3 separate regions of the Danio rerio genome follow, and all the other regions are linked to region 1. A link is a contact called in public Hi-C and HiCAR-type data. All regions are on one chromosome and are shown on one strand. The core of a region is the stretch at or near the end of the contact, and the rest is flanking DNA. Distances in the headings are between cores, read along the strand shown. Region 1 holds the start of memo1 (mediator of cell motility 1). Region 2 holds the start of erlec1 (endoplasmic reticulum lectin 1). Region 3 holds the start of psme4a (proteasome activator subunit 4a).

What was found. Hi-C and Micro-C count contacts between places; a contact is called where the count stands out from the background. HiCAR-type assays count read pairs that join an accessible place to other places.
Region 2: a Hi-C map of hematopoietic stem cells shows a contact between it and region 1, with 4 times the contacts expected there. The contact joins the promoter of erlec1 here to the promoter of memo1 in region 1. A contact is called at or near these places in 4 of 18 Hi-C or Micro-C datasets (caudal fin, embryo, hematopoietic stem cells and 1 more).
Region 3: a HiCAR-type map of caudal fin shows a contact between it and region 1, with 8 times the contacts expected there. The contact joins the promoter of psme4a here to the promoter of memo1 in region 1. A contact is called at or near these places in 4 of 18 Hi-C or Micro-C datasets (caudal fin, embryo, hematopoietic stem cells and 1 more) and 4 of 4 datasets of contacts at active chromatin or transcription factors (caudal fin, embryo, gastrula embryo and 1 more).

Annotation. Positions count from the first base shown.
Region 1 is chr13:38,985,372-38,989,242 of GRCz12tu, forward strand. It overlaps memo1 (mediator of cell motility 1), which reads right to left and starts at 1,972. Exons shown (of 9, transcript NM_199794.1): 1 at 1,646-1,972. The coding sequence starts at 1,706. wdr27 (WD repeat domain 27) reads left to right here and starts at 2,937. Exons shown (of 25, transcript XM_009307487.5): 1 at 2,937-2,981; 2 at 3,238-3,417. The coding sequence starts at 3,256.
Region 2 is chr13:39,220,888-39,224,758 of GRCz12tu, forward strand. It overlaps erlec1 (endoplasmic reticulum lectin 1), which reads right to left and starts at 1,775. Exons shown (of 14, transcript NM_199432.1): 1 at 1,559-1,775; 2 at 1,185-1,289; 3 at 724-804; 4 at 411-488. The coding sequence starts at 1,687.
Region 3 is chr13:39,150,046-39,153,916 of GRCz12tu, forward strand. It overlaps psme4a (proteasome activator subunit 4a), which reads left to right and starts at 1,306. Exons shown (of 48, transcript NM_001423996.1): 1 at 1,306-1,838; 2 at 3,588-3,728. The coding sequence starts at 1,582.

The sequences.
Region 1 (3,871 bases), core at 722-3,221:
GAATCGGGCCAGTAGAAAAAATCCTTAGTGTTGAACCCTGCTACTAATAATATGATTCTTGCATAAAAAGAAAATTGGTCAAAATAGCAAACGAATGCCATATTTATGCTCATTTTATATGGTGCAAATCCAATGTTTTTACTACAGAACAGTTTTGAAATCAATATTTTTATCAATATTTTGTGGAATAACTCATTTACAATCCCAACACTGCATTGTGATCTATAAATAGAATTTAATAGAATCACTTTATTTCCATTATTATCCAGTTAAGTTACAATCTGCATGTTAAAAATCAAGGCATAACAGCCTGAGGATGTTTATATTTATGTATGGCACATTTCTCTACGTAAATTTTACTACCTAATATAGATTGTATTAAATTTATTAAAATAGACAATATTTTACAATATACAATACAAAATATCCAAAAATGGGTGTTTCAAACAAAACAAGATCTCTAATGCCAGTGGCAGCATGCAGGTCATGATTTAAAGCCTAGCAGGCTAGTGTAAACACATGTGATCTAGAGTGTGTGCAGTACTAGGCTTTTGTCATGCATCCTTTGTTACTGCATGAAAGAAAAATACATCACCGGCCCTCAACAGACTTTAATGTGGTGACTGTGCTCTCTGTTTTTACTGGAATGGAACTAACCAAATAAATACCGAGCGATGTAACATTAAACAATATTAAATGACGTCAGCATAAAAACTGTATTTTATTTATTCTAAAAACACTTGTGTCATGTACAGCTGTCATAGATACTTCATCAAATAGCTTTAGCCGTTAGCAGGGTAAATCCAGCCTTATGAATAGCGACAGAAGTTCATCAGTATGGATTTACTGATCCAGCAAAGCAGGGCTGGGTGAAGTTAGCGTTGATGGTATATTAATCTGTGGTATTAGTTTGTGTAGTTGTCTTGTGTAAGAAAATACACAAGCACACAAAAATATACACACTAGCTACAGGCTAACCCGCTAACTGCTGGCCTGTTTTTGTTCTCATCTGCTGATTTACACAGAAAAAATGCACGTATATACTAGACACAAAATAAATAAATAAATAAAGAAGTAAAATATGACTGAATCAGTCTTGACAACTTAGATAGTGGCCTTTAAATTAAAGTTAAAGTAGTTTAACTTCAATTCGAATTCGTTTCCAACATTTAAAGTAAGTTACTTTATAAAAGAATCACATGGGATAAAATAAACGACATTTTATGACCAACACCCATTAGAGATTGCAGATTTAGACTTATTGCTGAGCAAAGTGAAATCCCTTTAAAGTGATAACGTTACTATGGCAAAATTAAGCTACTATCATTCAGTTATACATTTAAAACACAATTACAAAATAAACGACTGTCAATTTAGAAAAAAAGCTACACGTTATGAAACGCACCCTGCGGTCTTTAAACAATTTTAGCAACACCTATTTAATAATTCCCAGCTGATCTAAAGGGCTGTGACTGAAACCCAACTGAGATTTCTACTTAGGTAGCATCCTAGTCATCATAGGAGCGGTCAGAATTGCTGTCTGAGCAGGCAGCTCACTATGTATTGACACACTTCCAGACTCTCACACACAGTAAGCAGGACACCGGACCTCAGGCCCGGGCCGCTCTCGGGTCTCTGGCTCTACCTGAGGCCGTGTACCAGCTGCCGGCGTGGCTCGCTTCTCTGCACACCATCCGGTTCGACATCTTGGTGCCCGCGCCGCCTATCTTGGTCCAATAAAACCTCGTCGGTGGGGGGAAGAATGAACTAAAAACACTGAGGAAAATATGCTAGCTCAGAAAGTAACGTTATATGGCTGTGCTAAAGCTGCGTGTCGAGGGAAGCGGTGCTTTTTATAATCTTGATATAAACGCGAGACATATAACTGACGATACGCTTAAGTATAAAGAGGTTGATAGACTGCCTGTGAAGAACAAAGATCCGACCAGTTCAGCCGCTCGCTGCCAAGTTTGTCTCTGTTATCCGGATGGGCTGGTTTGCCCCATCTAGGCTTCCGTTCCGTCAGAGAAACTGGGCTGGCAGAGTTGATTGACAGACCAAAGGCGACATTTTCATTGGACAATGACTATAAGAGGCGTGGCCTATATGATGTATATGTTGATAACGCTTTGATGATTGGATAACTCGGTGTGTTTGTCTAAGATCTATTGGCGAAGAACTGATGTGGGCGTGGACTCGTAGCTCGTTTTATTTGGTGAAAACATTCAGCATATGTAACAACTAGATTGGATTAAGCACACTTTTTTAATGCAGTTTATTTTTTCGCGAAGAGTAATTGTGTGAATTGTTTTAGGATTGTCTATTTGTACAAAACATTGTAAAAATAATGAATTTGTATGACATATAAAACGTTGTTTGCTATATGGAAAATCGTTGTTTTCTATTTTATTTGACTAAAAAAACCTGTTCATCTTCGGCATCTGCTTGTTGTTCTCTCTAAATGTATATATTTTTCCTAATTGTTTGTCATGCTTATAAATAAGCCAATAAGCGTACATTTCTACTGTCTAGCTGCAGTTTACCACCAGAGGGCACTGCTGTATAAAAGATTATTTGCCTGGCTTCTGGACCCAATCGTGTTTCCTAAAGGTTGGTGTTTGTTTGGACAGCTTGTTTAAATAATAAATCTGAGGTATGAGACCGGCTGCACTACAAAAGATAAGAAATATATAAAATTAAGGCAATCCAGGCAAATAACCAGTTACTTGTTCTGTATTAGATGTATTCATATTACAATTGTCATTGTGAATATCAGATAACAGTTTGTATTAAACCATAGACACAGCATTTATATCATGCAATGCATTTATTAATGAATAAAATATTTAATTAAAGAAACTCGCAATCCGACAGTGCAAATTAATTGTCCCTCCTGGTGTGCCGTCCCAAGTAGGTCCCGTTTCCAAAGCAACAGCGACACTATCACAGACGCCACAAGTTTATGAGCGTTTTACTTTCAGGTGAGTGATGATAAACGGAATTAATTAATTAAGTTTTGCTGCTGATGTTTTTTTCACGTCTCACAAATTCAAAAAACGTTGAACATTCGAGTAAAGGTAAAAAAAAAAGTCTAACGTTAATCTTCAGAAAACCACCTGTCTGAGGTGCTAACGTTAGCTAACGGTAATAATAGTAGTTTGCTACGTTAGCTGTTATCTGCTCTGCAAAACATCTAAACACTTTTTCTCAGCCAGACTTTATCATTGTCTGTTACAGGGGAATGTTGGAGACAGCATGGCTGATGTGACCTCAGAGCAGTATTTTATTGAAAGGTTCTCTGTAACCTGCAGTAAGCCGGTTTCCCATCTTCAGTTGGCGTGCTGTCCTTCTCATTGTGCCATCCCATGGAAGGACAAGAATATTAGGATTTATGAAAACAAAATCAACAACCTGGAGGTTATTGTGCACTAATAGTACATCTGGTCTCACCAATCAGTTCATAGGAACCTTGAGTTTACTGGATTTTATCACATTTGTCCTCCACTATTGCTTTAATTCATCATGGCATGTTATCAAAAATGTATTATTTTTTCAATTACCTATTCCCTAAAAACTTATTTAAGGCAGACCAGCCCTCTAGCACTGTTTTCCCGTTCTCTCAAACCCAACCCCTCCCTCCCTTCCTCCCTCTATTTCCTCGCTTTCCATTAACAATTCTATACCCCTCTTTCCGATTCTCTAGGTTGAATCGGGGAGTCCAATCCCTCTACCAAAATATTACAGAGACGGTACCCCCACTCTTGAGTCTCACTCTTCCCTTTCTCTGCGTCCCACTATTCCCTTATCATCCCTTTCATCTCTGCATCCCTACAATAAAGGCTGGTGAAATGATTACTAATGAGCCCAAAAT
Region 2 (3,871 bases), core at 525-3,024, 240 kb after region 1:
TAACTGTATAAATTTATTTCGCATCAAAAAGCATTTTGATATTGGTAAAGGTGTCAATCACCAGCATATTAGCAGTCAAAACACGAGCTTGACTACATAAATTATAACTCTTTTTTTTTTTTTTTTTTTTAAGTTGAATATTGTGCATGTATGCGTTTTCATCTAAAAAGTTCATATCAAAAAATGTCCTCTTTGTACCACCAGGTGACAGGCTTTGAACTTATTTCAGAGTGCAGATTGCATAAGTTTTATTATATTTACATTTTTACTTTATATATGTAGTTAAAAAATATATTTATTATTTTCCCAAGTGTATATAACTATCCATATCCAAATCCAGCTAATTGAGTAATCCCATACAAAGATCGGACCCCTGTTCTTTAACAGGTTACATGACACAGTGATTTTACCTGCCCTGTCTCTTTGTCCTCGTGGTACTGCCGCACATGTTTCCCATGGCAAACTTCATAGGTCCAGTATGACTCAATCTGCAAGTTTAAATGTCCATCATTAGGCCAAACTGTGATCACATTATATATTATGAGTGTTATGACTTAAGGAAAAAAACAACAAAGAAAAGAATTAAGATTTTTTTCAATAATTTTACTCTTTATTAAAAAAAATAAGTATTTTTTTTTTTTTAATGTGGTGTAGATTTAGATCTAGACATATAACAATATTTCCAAAACATACAGTACACAGAAACTGAGAGAAGAAACTCACCCTGTAAGAGCAGCTGCTCTGTTTGAATAACGGCTCCAGCAAAGCAGCTGGACTCGGCCCGCTGTACTCCTTCACCTCATCCTTCAAAAGAGACACACAATAAATTATGTACATTAAACTATGGTTGGTGCAGAAAACCATGGTTAATGTGTGGTAATCATAAAACACACAACCACAGTTTTTAATATTATGTATTTATGTGTTGCTAAAATGTTCGTAACATGCTTTAGCAAACATGTTTTTGTCATATCCTTGTTGCTAACATCAACTTCAGACTATCTGCTTTTTCAAAGTTTTAATCATAAAGTCAGAGTCAACTATGTGATGGTCAGATCCGACTTACAGCTTTAAAGCTTAAAGAGAAAACAGTTAGGAACTTTACATCTCAGAAGAATAATTTTAAATGTATATTATATTTAACTTCTCAAGCTAAAATAAAAAATCCCAATGAATAAACTCACATCCAGATTGCTTGTCAAAGATGGCAATAAACACTTGTACTTTTCTTTTTCTGTAGTTGTCATAATAACATAGTCGTCTTCTCTGTACAGGCCTCCTGACGTTGACTGTGGAAAGAGCAAACAAAAGTGCTGCAAATTTAGCTTTAGCAAAATAACGACTATGACAAACCAAGCCCTCAGCACAGATGAGTTAAGTCAAACTGCTGCATATTTACTTTAATACTTCATAATGCTGTAAGACACACAACATGACAGCTCAAACCAATACACATGCAGCTGTTATGAAGCGACCTCAGCCAACACGCTGACCATAAAACAAAACAAACCGCACGTCAACCTGTATTTACATCTGTTTGTGAGATGTTTTGACTCACCAGCGTAAAGTCTGCCCCTGGCCATTTAATTTTGAAGGGGATCTCATCTGAAAACACTGGAGATCCTGCACGATTTGCAGACACCCCGACACAAATCAGTCCCCAAAACCAGCGCCAAAACAGCCGCATCGCCGCCGCTGAGCCCCCGGAAGCGTTATCGAGACATTAGAAAGACAAAGCTGGAAAAAACGGCTATTACATCCAGTCTGTGCAATGTAAGGTTCGGCTAACAGCTGATAGTTTAACAAGAGTTACAACAGGAAGCACATCAGGAGCTTGTCATCTTGCCACGTCCATTTCCGGAATCAGGCGGAAATTCCGCTCAGCCAATAGCTCGTGAAGGCGCATTCTCTGTTTGTAGTGCTGATGCGCCATATAGATGTGCTGATGCGCTATAGCAAATTTGCAGCGTTAATTGTGTTTTGGGCGATCTGGCTTAACATTTGCTATGCTATGGCGGTTGTGGAGGAAAGTTTATTTATGCTTCCTAGTAATGTTTCATGAAACTTTATTCATTAGCAAATTACTTTTTTTGAATAGTAGTTTAAATGCAAAAGTGCCGTCCGAAATTCTTTTCTAAAATCAGCATTTTTTCTAGCTGTTGTGATGTTTCTGTTTTCATTGGCTTAAACTCAAATGTTTAAAGATACACAACATATTTTATGGGAAAATAAAATCTGATCATTTAGAGGCATTTGCATCTGAACACTTCAAATTCATTCATTCATTTTCTTGTCGGCTTAGTCCCTTTATTAATCCGGGGTCGCCACAGCGGAATGAACCGCCAACTTATTCCCTTCCAGCCGCAACCCATCTCTGGGAGAACTTCAAATTAACTTTAATTCATTTTCTTTTTAGCTCATTCATTAGGGGTCGCCACAGTGGAATGAACCACCAACTTATCCAGCATTCATTTTATGCAGCGGATGCCCTTCCAGCTGCAACCCACACTGTGGAACATCCATACACACTCATACACAACGGACAATTTAGCTTACCTAATTCACCTATAGCACAGGTCTTTGACTTGTGGGGGAAACCGGAGCACCCAGAGGAAACCCACACGAACACGTGGAGAACTTGCAAACTCTACACAGAAATGGCAACCGACCCAGCTGAGGCTCGACCCAGCGAACTTCTTGCTGTGAGGTGGGAGCGCTATCCACTGCACCACCGCATAGCCTTCAAATTAATATTTTTAAAATAATTTAATAAATAGATTCTTTTAAAGTATTTCTGCAGCAATTGAGATAATAATTATCATCAAATCAGTCAGAAACACATTTATTCATTAACAAAACAAGATCAATAAAATTTACTGATCTTTATTAACATTAGTTAATTCATTTGCAACTGTTCATTGTTAGATTATGCTATCTCAGGACTATTAGTCTAAAATTAACAGATATAGAATTTTATTTTATCATGTATTATAATAAAATGCTATATTGAATGTTATCAACATTGATTAATACATGCTTTAGAAAGATTTTTCGATGTTATTCATTAGCTTTTTAAAATCTGATTTATCTATTTTTTACAACTCATTATAATTTAGTCAACAAGCATATTATTTCATTGTAAATAAATTTGAATGTTAATTAAAACAATTATATATATAAGATCAGTCATTTTAATATGAAACTTTGATGGAAAAATATCTTTACCCTCACATTTATCTGTATTCAGAAACAGTTTATGGGTTCAAATGTATTTAATGTCAGTTATTTCCTCTTTTGATAATTTATGTCTTGCTCTAAAAAATACTATTTGACTACATGAAGTAAATTATGGCGACGCGGTGGCGCAGCAGGTAGTGCTATCACCTCACAGCAAGAAGGTCGCTGGTTTGTGCTTTGGCTGGGTCAGTTGGCGTTTTCGTGTGGTGCTCTGGTTTCCCCCACAGTCCAAAAACATGCGGTACAGGTGAATTGGGTAGGCTAAATTGTCCGTAGTGTATGAGTGTGTAGGATGTTTCCCAGAGATGGGTTGCAGCTGAAAGGGCATCCGCTGCGTAAAACATATGCTGGATAAATTGGCGGTTCATTCCGCTGTGGCGACTCCAGATTAATAAAGGAACTAAGCCAAAAGAAAATGAATGAATGAAAGAAAATTATTCGACATGCATTTTGATCCTCTATCTTCCCAAGAGGCTTTTCTCTATTCTCTATGCTCCTTATTTCTCGACTGTCTGTCATAATACCCTCAGAAACTATTGCTTGCATTAGCCACCGCATTCTCTGAAACCTCCATCATATTTCTCCTGGGTATTTAAAAACTACCATCAATCCACAAATTACTCTCAAAGCTGCC
Region 3 (3,871 bases), core at 56-2,555, 160 kb after region 1:
AGATAAATGCACTGCTACATCAGTTCCAGACAGGTCTTGGACCTATTACAGTTCCTTACCACTACGCTTAATGATTTTAGTTAGGCAAAGGAAAAATATAAAATCAAAACAAAATGCTATGCAACTACACGCTGTTTGAGGACAAAACCTTACAAATGAAATATAAGAACTGAACAATTCCTTTGGGTGCGGTAAAAGGGTTTAAGTGTAATTACTGAATCTGGTTCATTCATTCATTCATTTTCCTTCAGCTTAGTACCTTTATTTATCAGGGGTCACCACAGCAGAATGAACTACCAACTTATCCAGCCTATGTTTTAGGCAGAGGATGCTTTTCCAACTGCAACCCAGTAGTGGGAAACATCCATACACTCTCATTCACACACATACACTATGGCCAATTTAGTTTATTCAGTTCACCTACAGCGCATGTTTTTGGACTATGGGTGAGCACCGGAGCTCGCGGAGGAAAGCCACTCCAACATGGGGAGAACATGCAAACTTCACACAGAAATGCCAACTGACCCACCCAGGACTTGAATCAGCGACCTTCTTGCTTTCAGGCGACAGTGCTAACCACGGATCCTCTGTGTTGCCTCCGGCCCATTGAATTATTAGGAAATAATCCACACCTCAGAGGTGCATTATTTTTGTAATAATTCAACGGCCTGTTTATATTATTCCTTGTGTAAGGTACAACAAATCAGAAAGATATGTAGCTTAAAAGATCCTCCCGTCATAACAAAACTCAACATAAAAATGTTGTAAACATAATGTTGTAAATATATTGAACAACCACAATAACTGAACAACCACAAGTCAGTGATTTGTGTTTCACAACACAGACCTTGATTCAATAAAGCATTCGTTGATTTTTAACTGAAATGTCCTTGGTGATTGACAAAATTTAACAGCAAATTTAAAGTTAATTTATTTTTGGTGAATTAACCCTCACCCAACTACTAAAAAAAGATTAAATTAAACGATATATAAATATTGAATAACCTAATATAGTAGTTTAATATTTGTTAATTTATGAGTAATTTAAAGATGATCTCTTTATATTTGATTCATTGAATAAATGATTCTATTGGTCTACACCTGGGTAAAATCACTTAGGCCTCATTATTTTTATTTAATTTTTCTAAATAATGTTGTGAAATAACATCGGAATGAAGTTATTTTCACAGGGCAAACCGATTCATTCTTTCCTCTCCGGTGTCAACTCTCGGTAAACTGTTCCTGGATCTGTTATATTAGGAGACCGTTAGGTGGAAGTGACGTCAGTGAGGAGGGTGGAGTTGCGGCATGTGTGTGTTTGGTTGGTTACAGCTGAATGGAAACGAATACATGGAGCGCTCGTATAGAAATACGATGCATGACAACAAGCGCTTCTGCTTAAAAGAAGTCATCATTGTCCTAGAGAGCTCAGAAACGACACGAACGATGACAGCGCGCGTCTTCCGGCAAGGAAATTTCACCGCTGTATTATGTTTTTGACATTCATAATAGTTGTGTAATTTTCTTAACCCACTGTATATATTTTTTATTTTTTCTCACTGTTCGGAATATTTTTTGTTCATGACTGTCTCCAATATAATCGAAGTGGAGGAGCCGGAATTAGAGAACTGTAACGTTAAAATGAAAAAAGAGGCATCCGAATTGTTAGGGTTTTCTCCGCAGAAAGATATTGTTTACAACGAACTTCTGCCGTACAAGGACAAACTTGACGATGAGTCCAATGAAATTTTGGCACAGATCAAAGGAAACCTCGGTCGAGCCGTCCAACTCCGAGAGGTCTGGCCAGGGGTCTTGTTTTGGACGAGGAAACTTTCCACGTAAGTATTTAAGAAACATTAACTCCATGTATTACCCAGGGTTAATTCGTTTTGTCTACCGACTAATTTAAATAATGGACTTGCCCTAGAATATGATCATGAATATTGTATTCCTTAAATCCTAATATCCTTAACTGGAAATGTGATGTTCCAGTCCAGACCAGGCAAACCCGAATGACCCGTTTGTATTTAGGAGGATAAGGATAAAGTAAAAATATCTCCAGTCAAGTGCGTTTTAAATAGAGCGCTAATGTACAGCGAGCTTTCCGCTTATGCGCATGCGTAGTCCATGCACTGTTTTACTTGAGTCATTGTTAAAACATTATACAATATTTGAGAATAATCGAAAGAGGATTTAACCAAGTGTTTTATTATCTTGAGTTGTTTGTTTAAATGCCTGGTCGACAGAACAGTTACAGTTAGCTTTTATAACAACATAGAAAAGGTTACTAAATGTGGACTATTTTGGTTTTTAGCCTTTAAAGTTAAAGTGAAGGTAAGGGAATGACAGGTGTTCAACAAGCCATAATTTGTCAGTGATTGCAAAATGACTTGTTGGTCATGTTTTCGCCACTCTATTGCTATTCTAGGAGCACAAGCACAAACAGTTACTGATGTCAGACTGCTTGTGACTCTTATGAGATGCAATCCTCATATCTGTAAACAGTAAACATGCGCAGAAATATTGTCCTCAATGTCATCCAAGCCATGTGAGTAAACCAGGACATCACTAAATCTATTCATGGTTACCTAAGCGTCACGTATTTGTATTGGAAGTTGTCCTGCAGTGTTTAGGACATGGTTTTCACCTCTGCCATTCCAGAGAGAATCTAAACAAAACCCACTTGGCAAGCTATCGCCATCCTCAGAACTGAAACTGGTATCTGGGTCTGGCCTAGATTATTTGATTGTGTCAGGTCAGCCACCAGTCAACTTCCTTTTCATTGGAAAGCAAGCTTTGACAGCTTGACCCAAATCTTCTAATTAAAGTGATGTGCTTGGACGTTACATGATGCTTCTTTAACTTCTCATTTCAACATAGAGTAACCAATCACTTACCAATATAAGACAAGGCAATCTAAAGTTGTTAGCTCTGTTTTATTCATAGAAGCACATTGCTTATGTTATGATCCAATATTTACAGTAATAATACAGTAATCATCAAAAATGTTAAATCAGCCATTATTAACACTTCCCCATTTTTTCCAAACCTGTTTGATTTTCTTTCTTTTGTTGAACACAAGGGGAGATATTTTGAAGAATGTTGGAAACCAGTAGCCATTGACTCCCATAGTAGTTTATTAGTTTACCAGTTTCCAACATTCTTCACTCTCCAGTGTATCTTCTTTTATGTTCAACAGAAAAAAAGCTCATTGACACTTGAAAGTAAGTAAATGGCAAGCAAATTTTAGATATTTTTTTAATTTAGTTTTTTTTTTATTGGAGTTTTCAGATTTACACACATATAGGGTTTTCCCCATTGGGTACACAAAACAATCAAACACAGGGATATATAAATAAAAAATAATTAATTAACAAATACACAAATTACATTAAGAATTCAAAGACATCATAAGACCAATCTAAACGATACACTCATAATTGCACATTTCAAATTTTGACTAAACTATCCCCTAATAAATCAGAAGTTGAGGTTCAACACTGCCAGTTTTAGAATTGACAAAGTTCTGTTTTCATAGTTTGAATGTATTTAAAGTGTTTTGATACTACACCACACATTTCCTTTAGGTATATCCGATTATATGGAAGGAAGTTCAACAAAGAGGACCATGTGCTCTTTGTCAAGCTGCTCTACGAGCTGGTCACCATCCCCAAACTCGAGATCAGTATGATGCAGAGCTTCGCACGTCTCCTCATCACACTGCTAAAGTAAGCCTTTATGTATAAATAAATATGTGTGTGCGTGTGTATATATATATATATATATATATATATATATATATATATATATATATATATATATATACTAGATTGGGGTCATTTTGTAGTAGATTACAAACAAGCTCTGCAAA